Linked DNA regions of Pan troglodytes: all the other regions are linked to region 3. Evidence: chromatin contacts called from public Hi-C data. All regions are on one chromosome and are shown on one strand. The core of a region is the stretch at or near the end of the contact, and the rest is flanking DNA. Distances in the headings are between cores, read along the strand shown.

What was found. Hi-C and Micro-C count contacts between places; a contact is called where the count stands out from the background.
Region 1: a Hi-C map of stem cell-derived neural progenitor cells shows a contact between it and region 3, with 16 times the contacts expected there. The contact joins two enhancer-like sites. A contact is called at or near these places in 5 of 7 Hi-C or Micro-C datasets (blood, induced pluripotent stem cells, a lymphoblastoid cell line and 1 more) and 1 of 1 other capture datasets (stem cell-derived neural stem cells).
Region 2: a contact with region 3 is called in a Hi-C map of stem cell-derived neural progenitor cells, with 10 times the contacts expected there. The contact joins the promoter of LOC107973898 here to the enhancer-like site in region 3. A contact is called at or near these places in 3 of 7 Hi-C or Micro-C datasets (blood, induced pluripotent stem cells and stem cell-derived neural progenitor cells), 1 of 1 datasets of contacts at active chromatin or transcription factors (stem cell-derived excitatory neurons) and 1 of 1 other capture datasets (stem cell-derived neural stem cells).

What each region holds. Positions count from the first base shown.
Region 1 is chr13:109,211,278-109,215,670 of NHGRI_mPanTro3-v2.0_pri, forward strand. No RefSeq gene overlaps it. Among named protein-coding and RNA genes, the nearest start is that of CPO, 56 kb to the left of the region's middle. Within about 2 kb of position 1,749, at least 9 of the 24 cell types and tissues checked have an H3K27ac peak or open chromatin away from gene starts, as enhancers often do. A contact at or near this core is called in stem cell-derived neural progenitor cells, where this site is marked.
Region 2 is chr13:109,392,247-109,396,909 of NHGRI_mPanTro3-v2.0_pri, forward strand. It overlaps LOC107973898 (spidroin-2-like), which reads left to right and starts at 3,270. Exons shown (of 1, transcript XM_063790685.1): 1 at 3,270-4,231. The coding sequence starts at 3,359. The coding sequence ends at 4,231. It overlaps KLF7 (KLF transcription factor 7), which reads right to left. Exons shown (of 6, transcript XM_054679242.2): 2 at 4,296-4,362; 3 at 2,590-2,829. The coding sequence starts at 2,691.
Region 3 is chr13:109,699,118-109,703,792 of NHGRI_mPanTro3-v2.0_pri, forward strand. No RefSeq gene overlaps it. Among named protein-coding and RNA genes, the nearest start is that of CREB1, 60 kb to the right of the region's middle. Within about 2 kb of position 2,879, at least 11 of the 24 cell types and tissues checked have an H3K27ac peak or open chromatin away from gene starts, as enhancers often do. A contact at or near this core is called in induced pluripotent stem cells and stem cell-derived neural progenitor cells, where this site is marked.

The sequences.
Region 1 (4,393 bases), core at 499-2,998, 490 kb before region 3:
CAGCTTTGTTTTCCTGGAGCTGAGCTGAAGCAAGGTGTTATCTGAGCTTTTCATATGTGTGTCTCTGAAGGTCCAGGATTTTCAAACGATGAACGTTTAAATCTACTTTCAGTGTGAGGCCAGGGAACAGAAGAGAAGTAGAAATATCCTTGGCCATTTCTTGTAGGTGCCCAACCCAGGGATCTGCTTATTGCAAATATTCCTGTGGCCCCTCCTTTCTCCCCAAATTAACCAGGATGCCCAAAACTTGAACCCAGGCTTGCAAAGAAAACTAGCTACAAGAGGCATTTTTAATTAAGTGCTGTTAAGATCACTTTGGCAGTGGTGATGGGGTTTCACAGATATTATTAAATAATAGAAAAAATGTGTATACATTTTTCTGGAAGAAGCATACAGACATTTTCACATTTAAAAAATATTTTTCAAAGAGTCTGTAACCCCCCTTTCAAAAGATAAGAACTGCTGACTCAGAGGGATACTAGTTGAATTTAAGCAATTCAGGTAATTAACTGAAATCAATCAATTCAGTTAATGAGAATATGTTCTTATTTGCCTGATAATCATATTTTTGTTATTTTAAAGGAAACTGTTGACAGAGAAATGTTATCCCATTATTTTTCATGATGATAGGACTGATATCTCCCCAAATGTATTTTTGCTTTTCTAGCCAAAACCTGACAGCTAGCCTCCTCTAGTCAGCAGGGTGCGCCTCGAAGACACAGTTGTGTGTGCTGGTCTTCATTTGCTGTGAGTCTAAATGGAAACCTATAGGTGCTTTTCTGTGTCTTTGGTGTTTTCTGAAAATATCTCATTAGACATCTCAACATGCTGGTAAGGTGGAATCTCAAACAATCACCACATAGCAATAGGGCCGAAGAACTCAGGGCTTCCTCCACTCCAACACTCTGCCTGTGCATGTGACTTCTGCTCCAAGTCCTTGGTCCAGTCCTTAACCCATTTATGCCTGAGGTTGCAATTTTTTGAATTTTTGCCATCAGACCTTGGCAATGACCTTGAGCAGTGGGATATAAATAACTTCCACATGCTTAGCGTTGCAATAATGGAACGCTAGGCATAATGGTGTAAATAATGTTGGCACTTCTTCCAGAGATCCCGAGGGCAGGATCCTACTGGTGCCAGGCACTCATTTACAGTAAGCAGCGTCTGTTACCAGCCTCAGGAGCAGAAGGTGAGAGTAATGATCACGGATCTCTGCACCAGTGGCTTCCCCGACCTAGTTACTTGTTTGTAATTAAGATGACAATGCAGCCGGGTGCGGTGGCTCATGCCTGTAATCCCAGCTCTTTGGGAGGCTGAGGCGGGCAGATCACTTGAGGTCAGGATTGGAGACCGGCCTGGCCAACATGGTGAAACCCTTTCTCTACCAAAAATATAAAAGATGAGCCAGGTGTGGTGGCTCATGCCTGTAATCTCAGCTACTTGGGAGGCTGAAGCAGTAGAATCGCTTGAACCCAGGAGGTGGAGGTTGTAATAAGCCGAGATCATGCCACTGTACTCCAGTCTGGGCGACAGAGCGAGGCTCTGTCTCCAAAAAAAAGAAAAAAAGAAAAGACAATGCAACACATTTTTCACTTCCTTCAGGAATTAGTACATTCCAATTTGAAGGGACAGGAGAAGATGGCTAGGTGTGCCCAGATCTTGGATTCTAAAGACAGAAGGCCATGAACAAGTGCTTGTTTTCTGGTTGGTGGCATTGGAGGAAGGATGATAGCAGGCGCCGCACACAGAGGGTTTTCCAGGAGGTGGCAGTGCACCCTAAGGCTGGATCTTGGCTGTGCCTGCCTTGTGTATCAACCAAAGAATATTGTAATTGAGACATAACATTATAATGCATTCCAGACCACACAGCTACTCGAGTGTCACCTCAAAATGCTTCTTACTAGTTTCAAAGTCACTGTAACCAAGGTAGGGAGCTGGAAGTGAGGTAGAGGGTGGGGAGAAATGGGAGGGAGCTCTTGGAGACAAATCCGGCAGCGACACTTAGCATTGCTGTGAGTGGAGTTTCAATACCATCAGACCAGGAGATACCCTGATGCATATTTACAACTGCTCCCACGTTCACCTCTGAAGACCAATAAAAGAAACTGAAGGACTCATATTGTCTGCATTTTAATTCCCAGGTTTACAAGAAATATTTCATTATTCTAATTCACAGGGAAATAAAGCATCTTCCCTTTTTAAATGAAAGGTCTTGTTCAGGGTGAAGAGCAAAGCAAATCAGTCTCTCCCCTGAGAGGTAAGGTTGGCCCCAGATACCAGACTGTGAGGTGAATGGCCACGTGTGGATGATGGTGATGGGAGGAGGGAGGAGAAAAAAGAACACTGGGTGTTGACCAGATCGTGCGTGTGAAACACACATAAGAGATGTATTCACACGGAGTCCATCACAGGCGGGGCAGATTGACTCTGTAATTACCAATGCCTGACAATGACATCTCGGGACAGACTAAGTGATGGAGGAATAAGAGGGAGGCTAGGCAGGTGTCTTTCCCCTGCAATAGGCTGTTGGCTGGGGTGCTGGTTTACGCAGGCACATTTACAGAAATGAAAGAGCTGGATAAGATCAGAGCAAGGAGTGCTACAATGACTCCTTAGTGTTGTCACATCGTTTACTAGACACATTTCTCGCTTGGGAGCCTGACTTCCTGTTTACACAGTTCTTATTTGTATTTTTTTGTTTATAGCTCCTTGGACTTAGCCAGAGACCTCCATATGGATGAGAGAAGAGTAAAGTCAGCCAGGTGGATTGCTTGGGAAATCTGTGCAAATGAAAATGATACTTAAAGAAAAAAAGCCCAGCCTTTAAATGCCTTTGAATTCATCCAGAGTCTGTATGTGGTTTCCCTTTAATTTAGAAAACTAGTTGCTTTCTGATTTCCTCAACCCTCTTGCACTGGAACTTTGTTCTATATTCTCCGCAAATCCCTTCTTCTGCAAAACTCTCTTTATTCAGCTCTCTTACCTAATTCTAAGAGTGATCCATGTTGAGAACGCACAGAAGTAGTGTTTCCATGCCTTGCTGATAGCAATCAAAATATACCTGCCTTTCCCATGGCCGAGTGATGTTTTTAAAGCTAAAAAACAAAGCAGACAAACAAACAAAACATTTACACACCAAAAAACTGGTTTTCAGTGCTGGGGTGATGTTCTTCCTATGGCCCTCTGCCAAGAGGCCAGGCCTTCCTAGCAGCGACCAGACTGCTTTCTGGACAAGTAGGGAGAAGTGCCTATTTTGCAGAGAGTGGGAAACCATTCACCAAGTGCAGAACTGGGTTATTTAATGGGGTGGTGGCAGCTCAAGAAAGCTCATCAATAATCAAGTCAGGGGGGCAGAAAGGGGAAGACTGGAGAATTACTGAAGCAGGTGGGCTTTCAGCATGGGGACTCAGCAGAAGGCAGGAGTGGAATGTAGACTCCTCTGGGCAGCGCAAGACACAGAATGTTCAGATTCCCACAGAAGAGTAATGTGCAAGAGGTGAGATGCAGTGCATTCCCTAGAGGCAATGAAATCATCAAGAAAACCTATAAACATTATGGTGAGGCGGCAAGGTCCTATAAACAAAATAAATACACATTGGATAGATCACAGAGAAAATGCATGTTAACTCTTTGCAACCTGTACAATAACAGGAATCCCAAACAGAGCACACAGCTAGAACTCTTAAGACATGCAACAGTCCTAATGAGATACCAACTACCCACTCTAGTGAGAGGAATGCCTGGTCTACCCTCAGCTCATTATGATGTTTATGATTCCTGCATTCAATTGTTTTCCAAAGATAGCTTTTCAGCTTTTCGTTTGAGTCCCAATCTAAGGAATCAAGTGTTTGCCTGATGCCAAAATATCTAAATCCAGGTATTTCCTACAGTCTGGCAGGAATGTTATATCATTAGCCATATTTAAACTCAGAAATATCAGCCATGAAGATTGTAAAGGTGGTACCAGGATGATACAAATTATTCATGGAAAATGGTGTTATTGTTGTGCAGAAAGGGCGCAGCCCTAAAAAGCACCTCATTCAAAGTCAGTAAGTGCAGGAGTTAATGTTCCTATTCGTCATCACGGAGAGAAGCATACAGTGAGGTTTACAAGGAAAACCCGTATCACACAGCTCCAGAACGTGCAGCAAGCCTGCAGCTTTTAAATGTTTAGAAACATTTAAGAAAAATGTCATTTAAGAAATATTAAGAAAGAGTTAAATTTCACAGGCCAGTGCAGGAAGATGGTGGGAAAGATATTGAGACATCTTTTACATGATCATATTACTGACCTAGGTTTCTTTGTGGTTCCTGTTGGTGGTAACATTTGCATTGAGTCAGCTGCCAGATCTGCAAAACGCATTTTCTTCTGTTGTTTTTTAAGCTTAAAAGC
Region 2 (4,663 bases), core at 2,020-4,519, 310 kb before region 3:
ATTACTCCTCATTTGACCTCTAAAATCTGATTACCCCAGAGCATAAAGAAACTTCTTCCTGTCTGGGGTTCTTTGCAGAAACCCTGTTGAGCTGTTTTGAGCAAAAGAGTCTCAAAATTTCATTATCCGATAGTTGATTTGGAACTAACAGTTGCATATCACCATCACCACCCCTTATACTCAGAAGCAGCAAGACGGTTGTGGGAGGGGGAAGAAGGAAGGGATAGAGGTTAAAGGTTTTGTCATCAGTGTAAACCTATGGTCCTAGTCGCCTTTATATAGAGCAGTTGTGATTACGGAGTCCAGAACATAAAGCTCACTGGAGTGATATATTGTTTATTAGTGCTTCCCCACAAGCTATGCATCAGCATTGGCTATAAGCATGACGCTGAATAAGTTGGCTAAGGGTTTTAAGGTGAGAGTGGCTGGCAGTTGGAGAGGGTTAAGGCAAAAAATGAGGGGGTTCCGAGGGGTGAAAAATCCTTTGCCTGTAGAAACTAAACTAGAGCTTCCCTGAATGGGGAGGAGGCAGAGGAGCAGGGGGAGGAGGGGAGAAGGAAGAGCAGAGATGGCTTCTTAGGAAACAATAGATGTAATACATCCTCTAATTGTCAAACCGATGATGTTTCTTTGCAGATCTAGAGTTTGTCCTGGATGGTCTAGCCAGATCTAGAAAAGCAGGTTTCCTGTGAAGAGACCTTCCTCCAAATCTGGCTTTACTACTCTGAAAACTTGAACCAAAACAAAGTTGCATGATTCATCAGTAGGGAACGTTCTAACAAAATAAAGCCAACTTTCTTCCTTCTAACACTGCTTAACAGTTAGTCACAAACAAGGGCTGCCTTGGGCAGGCTGACTAAATCAACAGATTCCCTTCTCTAACCTGTCTAGACAGTTGTTAATATGCAACCGATTCCATACCAGTGGGCTGACAGTGTGAAATGAAGGCTATTTCAGAAGATTTTGGTTTAATTAGCATTGGAAATAAAAGGAAGAAAAAGATCCAGTGAGACCCTTCATGAGATACACTCTCGTTAAGGATAAGGAAAAGGATGCATTGAAGAAAGACTTTATTCTAAAAATATGTGAACTGTGTATGTGTTTACAGAGACAGAGTCAAGCATCTGCTAGCGTCCTTGGACAAGAATGCATGTGTGGACACAGAGACACCAGACGCCAATACCTGGAGGAAAACTCACAGCCTCTGACCAGAAGTGAACTAGCAACAATGGTACAGTTAAAGGATCCGCCTTGCCACTCAGCTCCTTATACCAAAAGCCAAACCTCTTTTGCTAAAGCAGAGACTGTTACATCTCAGCCTCAAGCTGGCAAATCCTGCTTTGGATCCCGGCAGAGGAAATTCAGCCGTTCATTAGCCTTAACAAGCTGCTGTCACTAAGCGAAGAAATTACACGAGCAGCCACACACCGAGCCTCTCACAGCCCTCCCCCCAAGGGCAAGCGGGTTTCTCCAGGACGGACTGTACAAGTTCACACTTCCTATGTGCAAATCCGGACTGTCTTCTTGGACTTTCCATGGTGCACACTGTACAATTTTTAAATACCCGTGTCCCCCCGCCCCCACCCACCATCTTTCCTGCAGAATGTCCCCTCAGCAGCTCCTAATCGCTGGTGAAAAAAACCACTGTTTCCGCAGCAGAGCCAGCACTTTCCACTGACCAGCACTTTCTTTATTCCACTTCACAAAGCCCAGTGAACTTGTCACCAGCCCCACTTCATCCTCCCTGGGACGGCTAGCCAACTTGGCATCGGTGCCCTTCAGCATCCTGGGAGTTTCTTAACTAGTCCTCTAAGACAAAGTCAAAGGCATGGAAGCACACATCAGCCTTTGTCCGAGGTTGTGCTGCCTAACTAGAGAAGGACCCTAAACAAAAAAGAGAAACAAGGACACGCATAGAGGGTGTTCTCTTTCTGAAGGCATCACACTGGGAAAACCTACAATTCATTGTCAGCCTCAGCTACATCTTCCCGTCCTCCTTGAGTATCTTTTGTCAGTGGGCTCTTCTCTCTTTTGCCTACCTTCTAATCTCAAAATCAAGCTCCTATTCTTTATTGACACTCGCTAATTACTGAAAAACACTCCGCTTTGCTCCTGCCCACCCTCCCCCGCCCCCCATCCGATGGTCATAAGCACCAGTTGAAACAGATGAACCTGATTTCAGGTATCAAGTGGGTAGAGCTCATGCACGCGAGAACGTGGTCCCTGTCAGCAATCGCTCCTAACACCCCAAACCACCTTCCCACCCGGCTCCTCCGAACCCCAGAAGTTCGGCAGGTCTCTGATAGGGGACAGCAAACCCGACAACGTGTGCGCAGGGATGTGTGTTGGCGACTGAAACGCAGGCAGCTCGGACCGGCTGCTCAGCTCTGCACTCTACGAGGTTAGGGGTGGGTGGAGAGGTAAGCGCAGATGACTGTTTCAGAAAACATTTTCAACAACAGACAGCCAAAAAGGAAGAAAAAAAAATCAAACAAACAAACAAAAATTTCAACCCAGAGCCCACACCAACGCAGCCCCTGCGTCTCCGCCGCCACCACACGATTTACACAAGTAATTTAAATCATTCACCTGCTGCCAGGTCTCCTCCAGGGATGGTAAAGCTGAGAAGTAGCCGGTGTCGTGGACAAGTTGTAGCTCCTGGAATATACTATAACTAGCCAACACGTCCATGCTGCTGCTGCCGGGCAAAACGGGAGGCGAAACCCTCCCCCGAACACAGTTGGGGCTGTTTGTTTGTCAGTCTGTCTGGCTCACCCCCCAAGAAGGCAGACATCCAGTGGCCCTTTTGTTTTGTTTTGTTTCAGTCAACTAAAAAGGAAAAAAAAAAAAAATCAATGCAGGAGAGGGAGAGAGGAGGTGAGAGAGGAGCGAGTGAGTGGGGTGGATGGAGAGAGGCATCCAGCGTGTACAGTGCAGACGACTGCCAGGAAAAGGGGACTTCTCCACGGGAGTAATAATTCCCTTCCAGGGCTCTAATCACTCCAGCTCGTGGATCAGGAAGGGGGATGCAAACTCACTGACACGAAGCTGCCATCTATTTCTGCAGCGCTGTTCGCTCCTAATGCAATCTTTGCTCTTTATTTTGGGAGGTTGCATTTTTTTCTCTCGCGATCGCTTCTCTTCCCCCCCCTTCCCTTCCCTCCCCACCCCCCACCCCATCCTTGCTAGTTTGTAGTCTTCCCCCTCCCTTTTCTCCTCCTCCTGCTCTTCCCCCTCCCCAAACTCCCTCCCTCCGTTCGGTTCTCCGCGCAGCCGTGGGATCTCCGAGGAGTGCGTCCATTAGGCCGCGTGTGACCATGTAAGGTAAACAGGGGGCTCATGAAGTCACTGAGGACCAATGGGGAGCCCGGAGCAGGGCCTGGGGCGGGGCTTGGCCCTGGCGGCGGGCGCGGATTGGCGCGCTTCGAATCTCCCTGCTGCCTTACAAGGCGGTGCGAGGCGAGCTATTTTTAGAGGGCTATATAAGGGGGCTGAGGCGGCCGCCCGGCGGCCGGGCAGCGCGAGCGCAAGGGACGGGGAGGGTCGTGGCGACACTCGCGCCAGCTCCCGGGACGCCGGGGCGGCTGGGCTCGGGCTGGTCGCTGGCCTCCGACCCTCCACTAGATGCCTGGCAGAGCCCGGCGCGTCCGGAGCCCGCGCCCCTCAGAGGGAAGGGGTCGCGCGTTGCCGCGGCGGCCCTGAGGCTGACGGTCGGGAGGTGAAAGTCCGGAGTGCGGGGTCAGGACGCCTCCTGGAGGGGGCGCGGCGCAGGGGGCCGCGGGGAAGCCGCCGAGGGCGCGGAGCGGGAAGGAAGGACACTGGCCACCCCGCCTCCGCCTGGGCACGGGGCAGGGACCCGCGCGAGGCGGTGCCGGGGAGGTCCTCACGTACTCGAAAACAAGCAGAAAAGGCATCCAGGGCCCCTTCCCGAACTCCCCACGGGCTGCCAGGGTGCAGAGAAGAAGCGCCTGAGGAGGAAGTGCCACACAATGGGAGAGAACAAAGGGGAGCGGAGCGAGACCGCGGCCTGCGCCCGCCCCCTCCTTGCGCACAGTCCCCGCCCCGCCCCGCGGGCGCCGGCGCCGCCGCCGCCGCCGCCGCCGCCGCCGCCCTCCCTCCCGCTCCTCCTTCTGACCCCGAGCGAGAGACCTGGTCAGGAGTCCGGCGGCTAGAGTTGATTGCAAGGGGCCTGTTGCTCGACTGTGCGTTAAAGAGGCTAGAGGGAGCCTAGGTAGACGTGGGGCGCAAGCTGGAGCCGGCAGCTTGCGAGGGGGCCTTTACGTGATGAGGCTCACCATGGGGTCTCCAGCGAGGTGTCTGCAGAGCTTCGATGGTGAGAGGAGGAACTCGATTTCTCGTTTTCTGGAGTTGGGATGTAGACAGAGAGAGATCTGTTACATCTGAGATGAAAACCCTGCACCATACACGTTAGGGTTGGCCAATTGTTTGCTTGACCTTAAATGGTTAGTGTGGTTTAAGCTTCCCCAAAATGCGCTGTGAGCTGAGCTTCCACTTTTGGAATGATTGCAGAATTCGGTGCTTAAGAGATGAGAAACTTCGTTCTACCAGTAATGGAAGAAACGCTTCACCTTAATCACCCTCCTTGTCTTTCCCTTCCCTTTGACTATGTAGGACTCGATAACACAACATTTGAAAGATTCTA
Region 3 (4,675 bases), core at 1,629-4,128:
TGTCTCTGTGTGTGTGTGTGTGTGTTTCCTTTACTTGATGCTCTGGAGAGAAGATAACAAACTTGCTAGTGGGCAGATCAAGATGCACAATGTAAATGGTGCAAATGTGTATTGGTCTAAAGAGGTTTTGAACCCCTCTACATGATTAGGCTAAGATATATATGGTAAGACCAGAATAAAAATAAATATCTTTGAATTGTGTAACAAATCGGTTCCATGCACTGTATCAGAAGGGCCCTGGCCATTGTCTCATGAATTACCAGCAGATGGCCCAGCACACAGAGATGGCTACATCCGGCCTCTCACCTTTTCTGGGATTGCACAGGGCTCTTGTACCAGATCAGGCTCAAAAGGTTATGGCCAATAATAAAAGAAGAAATAAAACTTGTAGTAACAACAATGTGTAAGGCACCGAATGCTCTGATTTTCTTGTCACATTAAAAATATTTACTGGTTTCTCCAGCCCAGATTTAGTGGCAACCCCAAGTACAGAGGAAATAAACAAATCACTCACTTACCAGAATGAGCCTGGTGGCATCATCGCCAACTTCATCATTCTGCCCTTTGGTGCTTTTTCTTTTCTTTTTTTGATTGGTTCTAGTAAGTTATTCATACATAATGGTATCAGTGATGGGGTATAAATACATATATCACAGGAAGGGTTTTGTTGTTGTTGCTATTGGTTTTGTTTTGTTTTGTTTTGTTTTGTTTGTAAATTAACTTTACAAGCATCCTGCAGTGTTTTCAAATTGTAAACTGCTGTTTCCTAGTTCATAGACTCGTAGAACCCCAGAGCCAGGCTTAGAGCACGTCCAGTCTGTTCCTCTGATTTACAGCTGTGATAACTGAGGCCCAGAGAGGTGAATGACTGCTCAAGTCAAACATCTCATCCATCTCAGCATTGGATCTCAAGTTTCTGCCTCCAGACCCCCTGTCCTGCAGGACCTTTTGGCTTTGCTGTCCTTATTTCTCTTCTTCTGATCCCTCATCTGCTCTTTCCTTTGCTGATCATTAGAACAGGAAGAGGGATAAGGGGCAGCTGCCTAAGGTAAGGCAGACGCTTGACCTCTATCACAAACCCTGATCTCATCCTTCAGGTCCTCTTTGCAGTCTGTAAGGGAGAGGAAAACAGAAGGAGAGAGTGGAAACCAAGAAAGTATCCAAGAGGAAGAGATAAGGAAAAAACGGCATGGGGAGAGGTTTTTGTGTCTACCTGCTCAGATACCAGGAGAAGTGAATAAATGCCTCCCCTACAGCTCTCCTGCCCTCCTCCCACAACTGTGAAACTGAAGTCTTAATGAGAATTGATCCAGCAAACAAATAGATCCAAAGGGGTAATAGGACTGATATGGATGTTTCATGGGAAATTGGATGTATCATGGGAAATAAGGAGTCATAGAAAATTATGAATGAAAAATAAGCATAATCAATATACGATTAGAGATGCAAGGGGAGTGGGTAATGATTCCAAGGCACTGACTCCTTTGTTTCACATCATGATGCTCATCACAGGAACCTATGTGCTCCAGACTGGGCCATGCAATTATGACCAACATGTTAGCTCCCTATGCTGACTGGCTGGACTGAATTAATTACTTTTATTATTATTATTATTATTATTATTATTATTATCTTAAGGAGACAAGGTCTGGCTCTATTGCCCAGGCTGGAGTGCAGATCTGGTGTGATCTCAGCTCACTGCAACTCCACCTGCCAGGTTCAAGCCAACCTCCCGCCTCAGCCTCCCAAGTAGTTAGGAATACAGGAGTGCACCACCGCTCCCGGCTAATTTTTGCATTTTTGTAGAGACAGGGTTTCACCATGTTGCCCAGGCTGGTCTCGAACTCATGGGCTCAAGAGATCTGCTTACTTCAGCCTCCCAAATTGCTGAGATTACAGGCATGAGCCGCCATGCCCGGCCTGAATTAGTTACTTCTTCAGCTTCCTCGTCTTCTAGCTAAAAACCAAGATCACACCTTCAAATGCTATGATTTCACATTTACATTCTGCTCTTTTTCTTTCTGTCACGTGATCCTATCTTTAAATTTGGGAAGGATGGGGAGAGAAGGCTGTTGAGAGATGTTGCATGAACATTCATCATACAAGCCCATGAACCTGAGAGAGAATTCAGCAAGAAAAGTGAGACCAATAGGTTTGTGTGGAGCCTTCCAGTGTGAGCCATGCTGGGTTGGCCACGCTTTCCTTTGTTGCAGATGACACCTGGCTAGTGTCCTGTCTAGGATCCCAAATTCTAACTAGGTTTCCTCCTTCATGAACTGTTGGGTTTTAGTTAATGACTCACCCCTTCAAACACTCAGTTCTGACCCAGGACTGACTCAAGGCTTCCCAAGTCCCTGCTCGCAAATAACAGAATTCTTTGGAAATAAGCTCTTTTAAGAAAGTCTATCCTTGCACTGCAATCTGAAACGTAGCAATTCGGCCTCTCCGGCCATCTTCATCTGTGTGTTTCTTGCATACAGAATTAAACTGGAAGGTCAGAGCCATTGTCTGTCTCTAGATCCGATTTCTTGCTTCGTAGTCTGGCAGGGAAGTGCTTTATTCTGGTATATTTACATTAGTCCTACTAACACATTTCCAAGTTCTCCAGCTGCCATGCTACGTGAACCAGGTCAAGTCTGGGAGGGAGAGGTTTGCTTTTCCTTCCTGTGACCTCAGGACTGATTTAATTAAACATCTCCTCCAGCCCCGATTTATAGTCTGAAAAGTGTTCTCACAGAGGCCCTTCGATGTGCTCTGCTTTTCAATTAGCTGAAATGCAATAAGTTAAATCGAAACACCATTCTGAGTGTCTGCTGCCACCCTGAGAGCAGCTGCAACAAGCGCATTCGTCTCTGAGCATTTAACTGCAAAGGGTTTAGATAAATGAGTGGTGGTTTCCTTTGGTAACTTAGCACGGTTCTGTAAGACAGATGAGAGGATTGCTGAGTTCCTCCCTGAGCTCCTGGGGGCTGCCAAGCTATCTCCCTGGATTCCCACTGTGAGGAGGAAATAACCTTTTAAATCTTATTTTATAAACACAAATTCTTTTTCTTTAAGATTAAAAATAAGAAAACCCATTTAACACATGGGGTAGGGGGGCTGAGGAAGTGAAGGGGAAAAAAGGAAAAAGGATGTCACAGTGGAACTGTCCTAAGCCTGTCCCTGGTGGCTTTTTGTTTTACCATCAGGCATCAGATGTCCTCCCCAGTTTGACAATCCTGACCCCCCAACCTGCCACCTAGGAATGAATGAACCAAATTTCCCATAGGAAATGCTCTCTGCTAGTCTCTCAAAGGCTTCAGCCTCAAAATGAAATCTGACAAAAGAAACAAATTAGATTAAACTGCAGCGCTAAGGGCTTTGGATTGCTCAGATAAAAGAATCTACAGAGAGTTGTTAGGACTGAGCACAATCATCTTCTGCAACTTGGAGAAAAAATCTGAAGTCTTCTTTCCTACAGCTGTTCTTGCTGGCCATGGTGCAGTTTTTTTTTTATCATCATCTAAAGGCAATAAACAGATGGTGGGAGATGGAAGGGCTCACGAAGGACCACAACCCGTGTGCCCACAGAAGCCGGGCAAGTAACATATGTGGACAAAACTGATCAGTGAGGATTTTTATGTGAGCTCTCCAGATTTTTAAATGTTGACAACTCATTCAATTAAAAAAAAAAAGAGTCCACCACTGTTACCGCAATGTTTACTGAGCACTTTCTATGTGCCAGGCACCTTATGAAATCCATTATAAAGTGCATCCTCACAACAGCACAGTGAGAGGCAGAGGCTGTTATTACCTTCAGTTCATCTATGGGGAAAAGCAAATCTCGAAGTGGCAGAAGCAGCCCCTGCCCACAGCTGGGGCCCCGTTTCTATTTACTACCCTAGACTGCTTACCAGTTCTGTAGATGGCCGGGCGCGGTGGCTCACGCCTATAATCCCAGCACTTCGGGAGGCCGAGGCAGGTGGATCACGAGGCCAAGAGATCGAGACCATCCTGGCCAACATGGTGAAACCTCGTCTCTACTAAAAATACAAAAATTAGTTGGGCATGGTGGCGGGCGCCTGTAATCCCAGCTACTCAGGAGGCTGAGGCAGGAGAATCACCTGAACCCGGGAGGCGGAGGTTGCAGTGAGCCGAGATCGCACCACTGCACTGCAGCCTGGGCGACAGAGCAAGACTCCGGGGGAAAAAAAAAAGTTCCGTAGACAAAGAAATTGATGCTCACTGGGATTCATGTGGCCAGAATCATAATAATAGTCGGGTGATTTTTTTTTTTTTTTCAAAATAAGTAAACTACAGAAACGGAGCATAGAGCGTGAAGAAGACACGCTGGAAAAGACAGAGAAATATAAGAAAAATATGTGTCATTGTTCCACGATATTTAGCCTTGTCCTAATGGTTGCGCAGACGAAGAGATTAGAGTTTTTATTTTAAAAACTGTGAATTTAAGCATCAATGATGCTGTTTCTATGATCATTCCCTGTGATTGAAACCAAATGGTCAAACAGCCTCACGAAAATGTCTGAGGTTCAAATGTAGTCGCCATTCTGTGTTTGTGTAGACAATGCTGCCCTCTCGTGGCTAACTTCTGAATAGAATTATTTTGTGTTTAAAATCAGAACATTTTTACTTTCTCTATTTTCCCGAAGTATTCTGTAGAATGTTGCATCCATTT